2 separate regions of the Gossypium hirsutum genome follow, and region 2 is linked to region 1. The links are chromatin contacts, called in public Hi-C maps. All regions are on one chromosome and are shown on one strand. The core of a region is the stretch at or near the end of the contact, and the rest is flanking DNA. Distances in the headings are between cores, read along the strand shown. Region 1 holds the start of LOC107923440 (non-specific lipid transfer protein GPI-anchored 10). Region 2 holds the start of LOC107915573 (NADH dehydrogenase [ubiquinone] 1 beta subcomplex subunit 10-B).

Evidence for each region. A called contact is a pair of places that touch in the nucleus more often than the background predicts.
Region 2: a contact with region 1 is called in a Hi-C map of leaf, with 2.2 times the contacts expected there. The contact joins the promoter of LOC107915573 here to the promoter of LOC107923440 in region 1. A contact is called at or near these places in 2 of 34 Hi-C or Micro-C datasets (both in leaf).

Annotation. Positions count from the first base shown.
Region 1 is chrA08:57,107,731-57,112,822 of Gossypium_hirsutum_v2.1, forward strand. LOC107923440 (non-specific lipid transfer protein GPI-anchored 10) reads left to right here and starts at 2,755. Exons shown (of 3, transcript XM_016853666.2): 1 at 2,755-3,265; 2 at 3,343-3,414; 3 at 3,532-3,808. The coding sequence starts at 2,926. The coding sequence ends at 3,692. It also overlaps the pseudogene LOC107923353.
Region 2 is chrA08:57,279,669-57,284,760 of Gossypium_hirsutum_v2.1, forward strand. It overlaps LOC107915573 (NADH dehydrogenase [ubiquinone] 1 beta subcomplex subunit 10-B), which reads right to left and starts at 2,325. Exons shown (of 3, transcript XM_016844744.2): 1 at 1,976-2,325; 2 at 1,564-1,618. The coding sequence starts at 2,264. The coding sequence ends at 1,587.

The sequences.
Region 1 (5,092 bases), core at 1,505-4,004:
GAGTGCGACCAAGTCAGTACAATGTTCACACGGGCACAAGACACGATCGTGTGTCTAGGCCGTGTAACTCACTGTTATTGATTAAGGACCACACGGGCCATCATACGATCGTGTGCTTAGGTCGTGTGAGTCACATAGGCAAGGACACGACCCTGTGCCCAAGTCGTGTAACTCTCTGTTTCTTGATTGGTAACACACGGGTACGTAACACGGGCATGTGGTTAGGCCGTGTGGTCCACACGAGCAAGGACACGGCCGTGTGGTAGCCAATTGGGCTTTTGAAAGCTCGTTTTGCGACCAAAATCATTAGTTTGACTAATATTGACTATCTATGATATGATTGATACGAAATAAGATACAATGTTAAATTACAGTTAATATGTGATTGATATCTGACAGATAATCTGTAAGTAATACGTAAGCTTCTGTATTCTAAATGTGTTGGATTGAAAATGTGCACAGAAGGAAGTATTCTGTTCTTAACAGTTGTTTACCACTTTCTGATTAAATCTAAAATTAGCATTTAACACTAACTGTGCTAGCATCTATGATGCGAGTCTATAACGTGTCAAATCGACACATTGCAGTGTGTAGGGATGGATGGACACTGAATGTCCTTAATGGTGTGTTGGGTTGGTCGGAGATGGTGTGTAGAGGATAGAAACTAGGAAATTTTGTTATGATCTGTTCCAATATCTAATTAAGCATGTTAATAAACTGCTACCGTCAGTCTGTATTAACTGGGTATAATTGATTCATTTATATCGAGATATTGTGAGCACTGAGAACTATCTGGTACTCCGAATAAAATCACCTCGTGATCGTACGAAAGCTGAATAGTACATTTGCTATTGCGCATTGAGTTTACCACTAACTCTATTACTTTTGGCTTTCAGGTGAACCATTACACTAAATGGGATCGATGTCACGGCGGCTCGGTCAACCTTATCTTTTGCTAGGCTTAATATGAGATTATGTCACTACTATATTATGGATTTAAGACGTTTGTGAACTAAAGTTATTCTGTTGGGTATCTGGATTTAGATATTCTAACTATCTATCTTATGAGTTTGCTAAATTATTAATATGATGTTGTAATTCTCTGAACTTGGTCTGGACAACTAGACTGGGGTTAGGGTGTTACATTTTGCCACATGTCACATCATGGTTGTGACACAGGGTTGCTTTAACTGAAAAAAGTTAAGGGTAGTTAACTTTAATAGTCAACTGTTAAAGTTAATGAACAAATGATCTTTTTAATGCATATTTTAACAGTTCAAGTACCCAATTGAGTGAAAAAAATCAGGAGCTTAATTGCTTTTTTTGAAAAAGTTTGAGGGACTTTTTGATGCACTTTGAAAGTTCAAGTACTCAATTGAGTACTAAAAAAAAGTAAGAGCTTAATTGCTTTATTAGAAATAGTTTGAGGGCCTTTTAATGTATTTTGAAAGTTAAAATGTCCAATTGAGTAAAAAGAGTATGGACTTAATTACTTTTTTAAAAAAGATTTGAGAGCTTTTCACAACCTTAAACTAAATTAAATATCAAAGAAGGAAAAATGTCTATGTCCAAATCTTGAATAAAGCTGTAGGCTTTAAATGAGCCTTTTTTTAGAGGTAGTTTTTGTTAAGGGATTGTTTAATTTATTTTATTTAAATGTTTTGCATGAAAATAAAAATCTAATTGACTTGTAGGGATTTAATAATATTTTTAGAGTGTATTTAGACTGGATGAGAGATTTTGGAAGAGAAATTTTATTTCTTTTTAAAATTTAAAAGATAGATTTACTTGTTTGGAAAAAAAATAATAGAAAATTAATTTTAAAAAAATTCAAAAGGAATTTTGAATACCTCAATTTTCTTATTCAAATTTAACTTAAAGAGGTTATTTTTCAAAATCCCTTTTGGTCCCATAGTAAAATAAAAAACATTAACTTTATAATATAATTTTTATTTAATTCCAATATATATTTTTAAATTTTATATTATTTAAAATATTTATATATTTTTACAAATATAATGATATCCATATTACATCTTTTATATTATTTTTTAATATAATTATTATTTTTAATTTATTAAAGTTCATTAACCTAATTTTTTTAAAAAAAATTATTTATTCAAACAAAATAGAAACAAAAAACTAATATTTTAAAATGATGGATTTTAAAATACTAAAAGTTTTAAAAGTCTTTGGCATTTTAAAATTTTTTATCCAAATCCACCCTTAGAATTTAGATAAAAATAATAAAAATTAAAAAAAACTAAAAAGAAATTTTGAGTAACTCAAATTCTTTATTCAAATTCTACCTAAAAATATGATATTTCAAATTTCCTTTTATTTAAATATGTGGTCCCATAGTAAAATAAAAAAATTAACTTTAAAATATGATTTTTATTTAATTCTACTATATATTTTGTATTATTTAAAATATTTATATATGTTTACAAATCCAATGGTATCCATATTAAATCTAGTATATTATTTGTTTTTTATATAATTATTTTTCTTTTATAATTTTTAACCTAATTTTTATTATTCAAACAAAATAATAAGAAATACTAGTATTTTGAAATGATATATTTTCCAAAAATTTTCAAAATATCTATTATTCAGTAGTGTTTAATAATAGTAGAGAATTGAAGATCTGCTTTGAGAAAATGAATAAAAAATTCCAAATCGTGCAAATTTCTTTTTTAAGACCTAATATAAACAGCATGAACTTCTAAATAGTGGTGTCATATAATTTGAGTTGAACAGAACAGATTTATCTCACAGGGAGAGGGAGACAACAACATGTGCATGTTAGAATAACACACACCATGCATGTAAACTACTCACACTCAAACCATGTGTTTACATCTTATATAGGTACCTGGTGAACCCTAGTTTCTGCACAAACCGAGAAACTTTACAGCTTACACCATGACTGCTCTTGCCTTTACACCTATTCTCATGCTGTTGCTCTTGGTTGCCAGTCTTCCCACTTCCCTTTCTCAGGACCCTATCACCCCAGGACCAACCGTATCCGACTGTAGCCCACGTCTGGTGGCTTTCATGCCATGTGCACCATTTGTGCAAGGCAATGCTCCGAGACCAGCGCAGTCCTGCTGTGACAATCTCAATCAGCTCTATGGACTGCAGCCTGGTTGTCTTTGTCTCCTCCTCAAAGACACCACTTTAAGTGCTTTTCCCATAAACAGGACTCTTGCACTGCAGTTACCTGTTCTTTGCAGGCTCCAAGCTAACAGCTCTTCTTGCTCAGGTACCATTCAGATCTTCGAATTAATTATCTTGCATTCACGCCGATATCTGACTAATTGGCTTGATATTTTCTTTAAGGGTTGCCTTACCCTTCGGGTTCATCTGGTTCTCAAGTTTCTCTAGGGACAAATCATAACTCTTCTGTCGCTGGTAATCAAATTATTTTAAAAGGCTTGCCTTTTCTTTTTAAGACCAGATGGGTGAATAAATTTTCTATTAAATGGATCATCATCATATTATAAGTTAAAGTTTTGCTTGTTTCCCCAGCTTCTTCTCCCATGGGGAACCCAAATGTTCCAATGGCACCAAGACCAAGCATCATGGGGTTGGGGTTTGGCCGGAGCAAGGCTGGAAGATTGAAGGCAGAAGGCCTCTTAGCAATGGTGGCTGCTGCTGTTATTCTGTTTTCAAGACTCGCGCTTCCATAGTTTTGACTTTGGTTAACAAAGTGTTGTTTCTTAGGTGTATTTATAGTTTTGAGCAAGTTATTTATTGGAACAAAGTTTATCTATTTGGGAATGAAACATATGCTTGCAATGGTTAATGTTTGTTTCATCCAAGCACAACCAAACCATTGTGGCAATCTCTATAAATTCATATAATAATAACATAATTAAACCAAAAATTAAGCCTATTAAGCTTTAAAAAAACAGATGGAAGCAACCGTCAACTTTAACGTATGATATTATCTCAAATTATAAAGTTATACATTACATGCAGTAGATTACAAATCCAGGCAAAGCCCGTAATAAATTCAAGTGATCCCAAGTATAAAGACATTTTATGTTAATATTACAGCAACTATTCCAAACTGGGTGCAACTTCAGTAGGGTTTGAATCAAATACATCTGAAATTTGAGACATCGGGTTCTTCTAAAAGCTCTCGAGACTGTATAGACTCTTTGTATGCTGGAGTCTCTTTAAAATCTGTGGCCCCTTCGTTGTAAGTAGCCACAGAAATCCCACATGCAATTAACTGACAACATAGAGACGTCAGCTTGAAGAATCATCAATTAGTCTCGAACCAAATTTTAGATAAAGTGCAGAAACCAAGGAACAAACATATTTCACATGTACAACAGGTTAGAAATTCCCAGTATCATCACAATATAAACCCAATAAAATGAAATGAATTATTCTCATCATTCATCAAATACATAAATGGCAAGCTAGCATACAGGAAATAGATTTGTAGTCTACTCTAAATTCTCCTACTTTTTTTTTTCTCAAGGGGATTTTGAATAATAAAAAAAACTAGTAAGCTTTTAGCAGATTCTTTTTGAACAAGTGATGAACAAGATTTACTTTTAGATCATCACAAATTTGGGGAGCAGGATGAGGTTTACCTAGGCTTGAACCCTGGTCTTTTGTATCAACATACAACTTTGCCACTTCAACAGTGGCTACTTCAACGGTGATGAACAAGATATCTGATATCTAGATCAATGATCCACCTAATTTTTCAAACCATCTTTCGAGTAATCCAGGAAATAATATACAGTCCACAAGGATTATGAAAAAAATATGAGATACCTAATTAGACATGTTAAGAAAGGAGAAGGGTAGAGCATAAAGGGGAAAAAGTTCCGCAACTTTCTATCTTTGACAATATTTGAGTAAAAGTATCGTTGAAGCACCTATATTAATGATCTAAATGCATTTTGCCGCCTATATTAAAAAAAAATAGTATATTAATATCTATGTGTTAGATAAAAAAAATAAACAAATTTTTTATTAAAAATTTCATTATTTTTTGCCATAAAAATATATTAAATTTTTAATAAAAATTAAATTACTCTTTAATCTAACCCGAGACTAATTTATTCAT
Region 2 (5,092 bases), core at 1,075-3,574, 170 kb after region 1:
CTTAAGAGAGATTATCTGGAAACTTATGTTGGAAGTGGTAAAATTTTCTTGCTAGGGTAGACTTCCAAACCGGGGAGAATGGTGCAGGAGTACTAAAACTATATTGTTTTCTTGATGATCCTAAAATTATAGTCTTCCAAGATTATGAAAACTTACTTTCTATTTTCTTGATAATCTTTAAAATAATTTCTAGAAAATGGGTTGGCATTCAAATGCCTTATGGATGGAATTTGAATGCCCTTGCTGAAATAGAATGGAAATCACATCTCACTTCTAGACGATGTCTTATGCTGTTCATTGACTCGAAATTCATTTTTTCTCAACCCTTCCTCAAAAGAAACACCAAAAAATGCATAAATGATCTTATGAAAACTATTTTCCGCAAAACAAACTTGTCCAAAGAGCAACGTTATGCAAAGTTTAGGCACATATACAACCAAATTATGAACACAAAAATATGGTGTTTCAATGCACCCACCTATATATTTTGTGTGCTATTCTAAGTCTCTAATTATGTGATCCATATAAAAGACCATGCATGCACCAAGTATCAAATTACATTCTCAATTGCTGTAGTTCAATTTATCCAAACTACTCCATTACATGAATTACATCCTCTAAAGTCTGTCCATGAAGATAAGATAACTCTCAAATGTATGAATCTCCTTTCCATCAATTTGCAACCTGCATTTCCGTTCTCAAAGCTTATAGCAACCAATGTCCTAGTAATCAAATTCAATCCTCATTGACAAAAAACCACACTGAACAGTATCGCAGCTTGAACTTTCTTGAAAATGATTCCCGAATAATTTGCTCAAACCTGCTAGATGTATTTACTGCACCTAGTGCACACATCACGTATATTGAAGCCATTCCAATTGCATGCACAGTTATCACACCCATGTGATGTTCCCCCAAAGATTACATTAAATATTTGGAGCTCACTAACCTTGAAAAGTAATAAGAAGAGACTTAAGGTTTCTGACTTATGAGCTTATTTGGTTCAATGGCCTAATACTTAATAATGCATTGGTCCTACTACCAGATGATTAAAGATTCTTACAGTTTGCACCTAACTGATTACATAAGCTCATTGCAGGAGTCCTTAAATCCCCAATCCCACCAAAAGCAAAATGACTTATTAATAAAACTACGCTATCATGTTTAAGTGAATGAACATCTCTGTAGTTGTAGTAGCCTCACACTGAATAGCCCCTTAATAGTCAATATTACAAGAGTCTCAATAAGCCAGTTTGCAGTTCTCTTTTTCTCAAAGTAGATCCGAATTCAGAACAGTCATCGCTCACAAAGATGATTAAGAAACAAGAAAACATCTAAATTTGGTTATTTCCTAAGGGCTTTTGCCACCACATAAATCATTCCTTTGCATATACTTGTCGCACGATTCAGCTAAGTAGGTTTAGGCTTTTTCTTTACACAAATCCCATAATTCAGCCAAACAGTTTCACAAACAACAATATAGTAAGAAATAATTTGATCAAGACAATGGTAAAAAGAAGGTTCAATAGATAATATAAAGAACGAATTAGGGCCTCAGATTACCTTCCTTAGCTGAATGCAGCCACTCATTCTGACTCAACCTCCTCAACCTTCGGACCTATATCCGAAATCATTAAACACAATGATCAATACAGTTCAGACATTCCCTCCCCCAAACAACAATGTTGACTCATTCCAAAACAAATAAAATAATGGTTTAACATTCAATCGTTTCGTTACTTTTACCCCTAGCGTTGCTTTTGACTTCCTAAAACCTTGTTAAAATTAAAAGGAAGTAGTAAACGAAAAAAAAAATCAATTGAAAACGAGCTAAATAGGCGAAAATTATTCATCTTTTTTTTTTCAAATTTATTCAGGAAGTAAAATAGCGAGTAATAAAATTAACAATCAATCGAGCTTAAATAAAATAAAGAAAATAAAAGTAGCATATATTTAAAATAAAAAAGATTAGGACCGTGGAGGGACGGATGGCGGCCATCCTTGCCCCAACCAATGCCGCGGGTGGCGTCAAGGTACTGGCTAACGAGGTGGCGGCACTTCTGGAGATGGTTGACTCCTTCGATGCGGTAACACCACCTGACTTTGTCTCGTAAGATCTTCGCCTTCTCAATGTCTATCCATTTCTCTCGAACTATATGCTCCCTCATTTCCAGCATGGCAACTGGGTCTTGGTAGGGGTTGGCCGGGTCGAAGTCATCTGGCCCGGTTTCTTCGAACTCTAGCACTCCCTTCTTTCTCCCCATCTCTCTCTATGCTCTTGTTTTGCGCTGTGCTTCCTCCAGATTTGCGGGGGATTTTAAGTCTCGTATTTGGGGTTTGGGATTTTCTTGTTGGGCTTAAACATAATTATTTTTTGCGGAGTTGTTTTATTTATGTTGGGCTTAAAACATGATAAGTTCTTCCACCCAACTCTTTACTGTTCAGAAGTTTTCTAAGTTCATGACATGGAGGAAAGAAAATATTTTATATTATTATAAAATTATTTTAATAAATAATTATTGGTGAAATGACAATAAATTTTATATAAATTTATTAATTTTGTATTCGATTCTCAAATAATATATTTTAATTATTTTATTTAAAAACTATAAAGAAGTGTGAAAAGATAAATTTATTCTTATAATAATTTTAATTACCCTAATAATTTTACAATTGAGTTAATTTCAAGTTAAATTCGTGGTACTAACTCAATCAATCATTTTATACATAATATAGATATATATAACTAAAATGATTTTTTATTTAATTTGAGAGTAAAGAAAAAATACTACATATATCTAATATCTACAATATATATATATAAAGCAAAATATTGAAATAATTAAGGTAAATTTTAGCTCTAAATTAATTCTTCTCATATCACTATTAGGTTGACTTTAATAATGACGTGAGTCTCATCTATTGTATTTAAGTTTTGTTTAAAATTAAATTTGTTAAAAATAATATGATTAAAATTTTAATATTAAATGTCATAAATAATAAAAATTAATATATAATAATTTGTTGATTGAGTTTTAACTCAATTAGCATATAAGTTAAAATTTTTAATATATTATATATAAATTTAATTCTTAATTAGTTTTTAATTTTTATTGTTTTCAATTTACATAAGTAGTATACTAAAATACTAGTGTGCATTTTCATGGGATGCATAGGTAAGTTGTAGTCGATATTAAAGTAGTGATTGTATGTTATGGTATACTATATTTAAGCTAGTTTAACGAATAAAGGTTTAGTTTTTATAATTTTGAAAAGTATATTGTATGATAAAGTTTATTTTAAATAGAAAAACAACATTCTACTAAGAGTAGGAGAGGGGTGAATGACTCACCCTTATATTTCTAAAGGGGTTGTTGCCTCCTTCATGTTATATGAGGGGTTTTGGGCCTCTTTCACATCAGGTCCAATTACGAGCACTTCTTGAGCCTTTTTGACCCAGTATTCTGTAATGTGATCTAACCCAGTTCAGTTATTCTATTTCATAAAATAAACTTTAATATTTACATATTAAATAATTTTTTCATCCCAATTTTACTCCAATAAAATTTTGACAATTTTACCCTAGATAAAATTTGGAGAAATTTCGTTCAATATGTCACAACTTAACTTGTTCATTATGACCGAATGGTTTATTTTCATTTTTAGGCTTCAAAACAGTCCAAAAACATAAACTCGTTCTTCTATTATTTAAGTAATCTGATATATGATTGCAAATTTCTATTTTCATTTCCATTTCCATTTTTGGAAACCTACATTCATTTCCAAATGATTCTATTTCTCCATTTTGGAGAAAACCATAATCATTCTTAAATGTTTCTCATTTCTCTTTTTCTATTCATTCTGTTCATTTTTATTCAAACATACAATTCATTTTTGGTTTCAATGAGCTAGTGAGGGATCAATTAGACATGTGAAGTTGAGGCTCAAATGATTTAGAAATAGGTCTTGACTTTTCGCCTATTAATTATAAACTCATTTAGTCACGAAGTCATTCCACTATAGTATCGTGACTGAGCTTTCCCCAACGACATACCATTATGACAACAACTACTTAGTGCTCGTCCAATGACCTTGTCATTAGTGTGTTACCCTCATAAGATATCATTGATCTCTTTGGGATAATATCCACTCCTAATATTATCCTTTTTTATCTTATGGTAACCATGACATCTTCCTTCATGAAAAGTCAATCACTATCAATTAGTGATCAAGTCATCCATCACAAAGACAGATGACTCATGGCCATGTTTACTTTTCACCAACCATGAAATACCAATGAGAGGATATTATTTAACCATGTTTTGGGCTATGAATTCCGCTGCTGTGAATGGCACTACATACTACAGAAGTCGTACACCCAACACACCAGTTTTGGGTTCCTTATCTATTTGAACTTAGGCTTTTACTTACATCAAAGTGTACGAGTCACCCATACATAGTCCGCTATCCACTCAGGATTTAGGTATGGTACACTATGAATGTCTTAAGTGAATAAATCCGTAAACAGATTCAGGATCTATTCTGCTTGGGTCCTATATGATGTACTATCAGTCCAATCAATCATATCTATGTCTTCATCTTCTAGGAGTCATTTGCTCCAATGCCAAAGACAAGGTATCTCCCCCTTTGGGCATGATAGAAGACATATTAGTCTTTCAATTGGTTTGCTCATTTTTTATTTGACTAACGACATGTTTAGGTTCGTCTACTAATACTAGTTGTCTTTTTGTATTACGATTCAACCACGTAATATCACTAAATACTAGTTAAACATTAGACAACCAATGAGCAACATTTGCTTCCATTCTACTTTGTGTGCAAAAACCATTTAAGGACAATAATACAAAGTATATTAATATTAATTAATGAATTTGTTCTGTTAAGCAATCTAATTGAAAAATTACAAGTGTATATTGATGAAAATACTACTTTATCAACCTCGAAAAATTTGACATATAACTAAAGTATAACATTTCCACTTGAGCAATATGAATCCAACACTGCTTTGATCTTTATCTTGCCTTTCATGTTAAAGAGCTCATACTTAAAAGGGTCTAGTAAAGCCAAATAT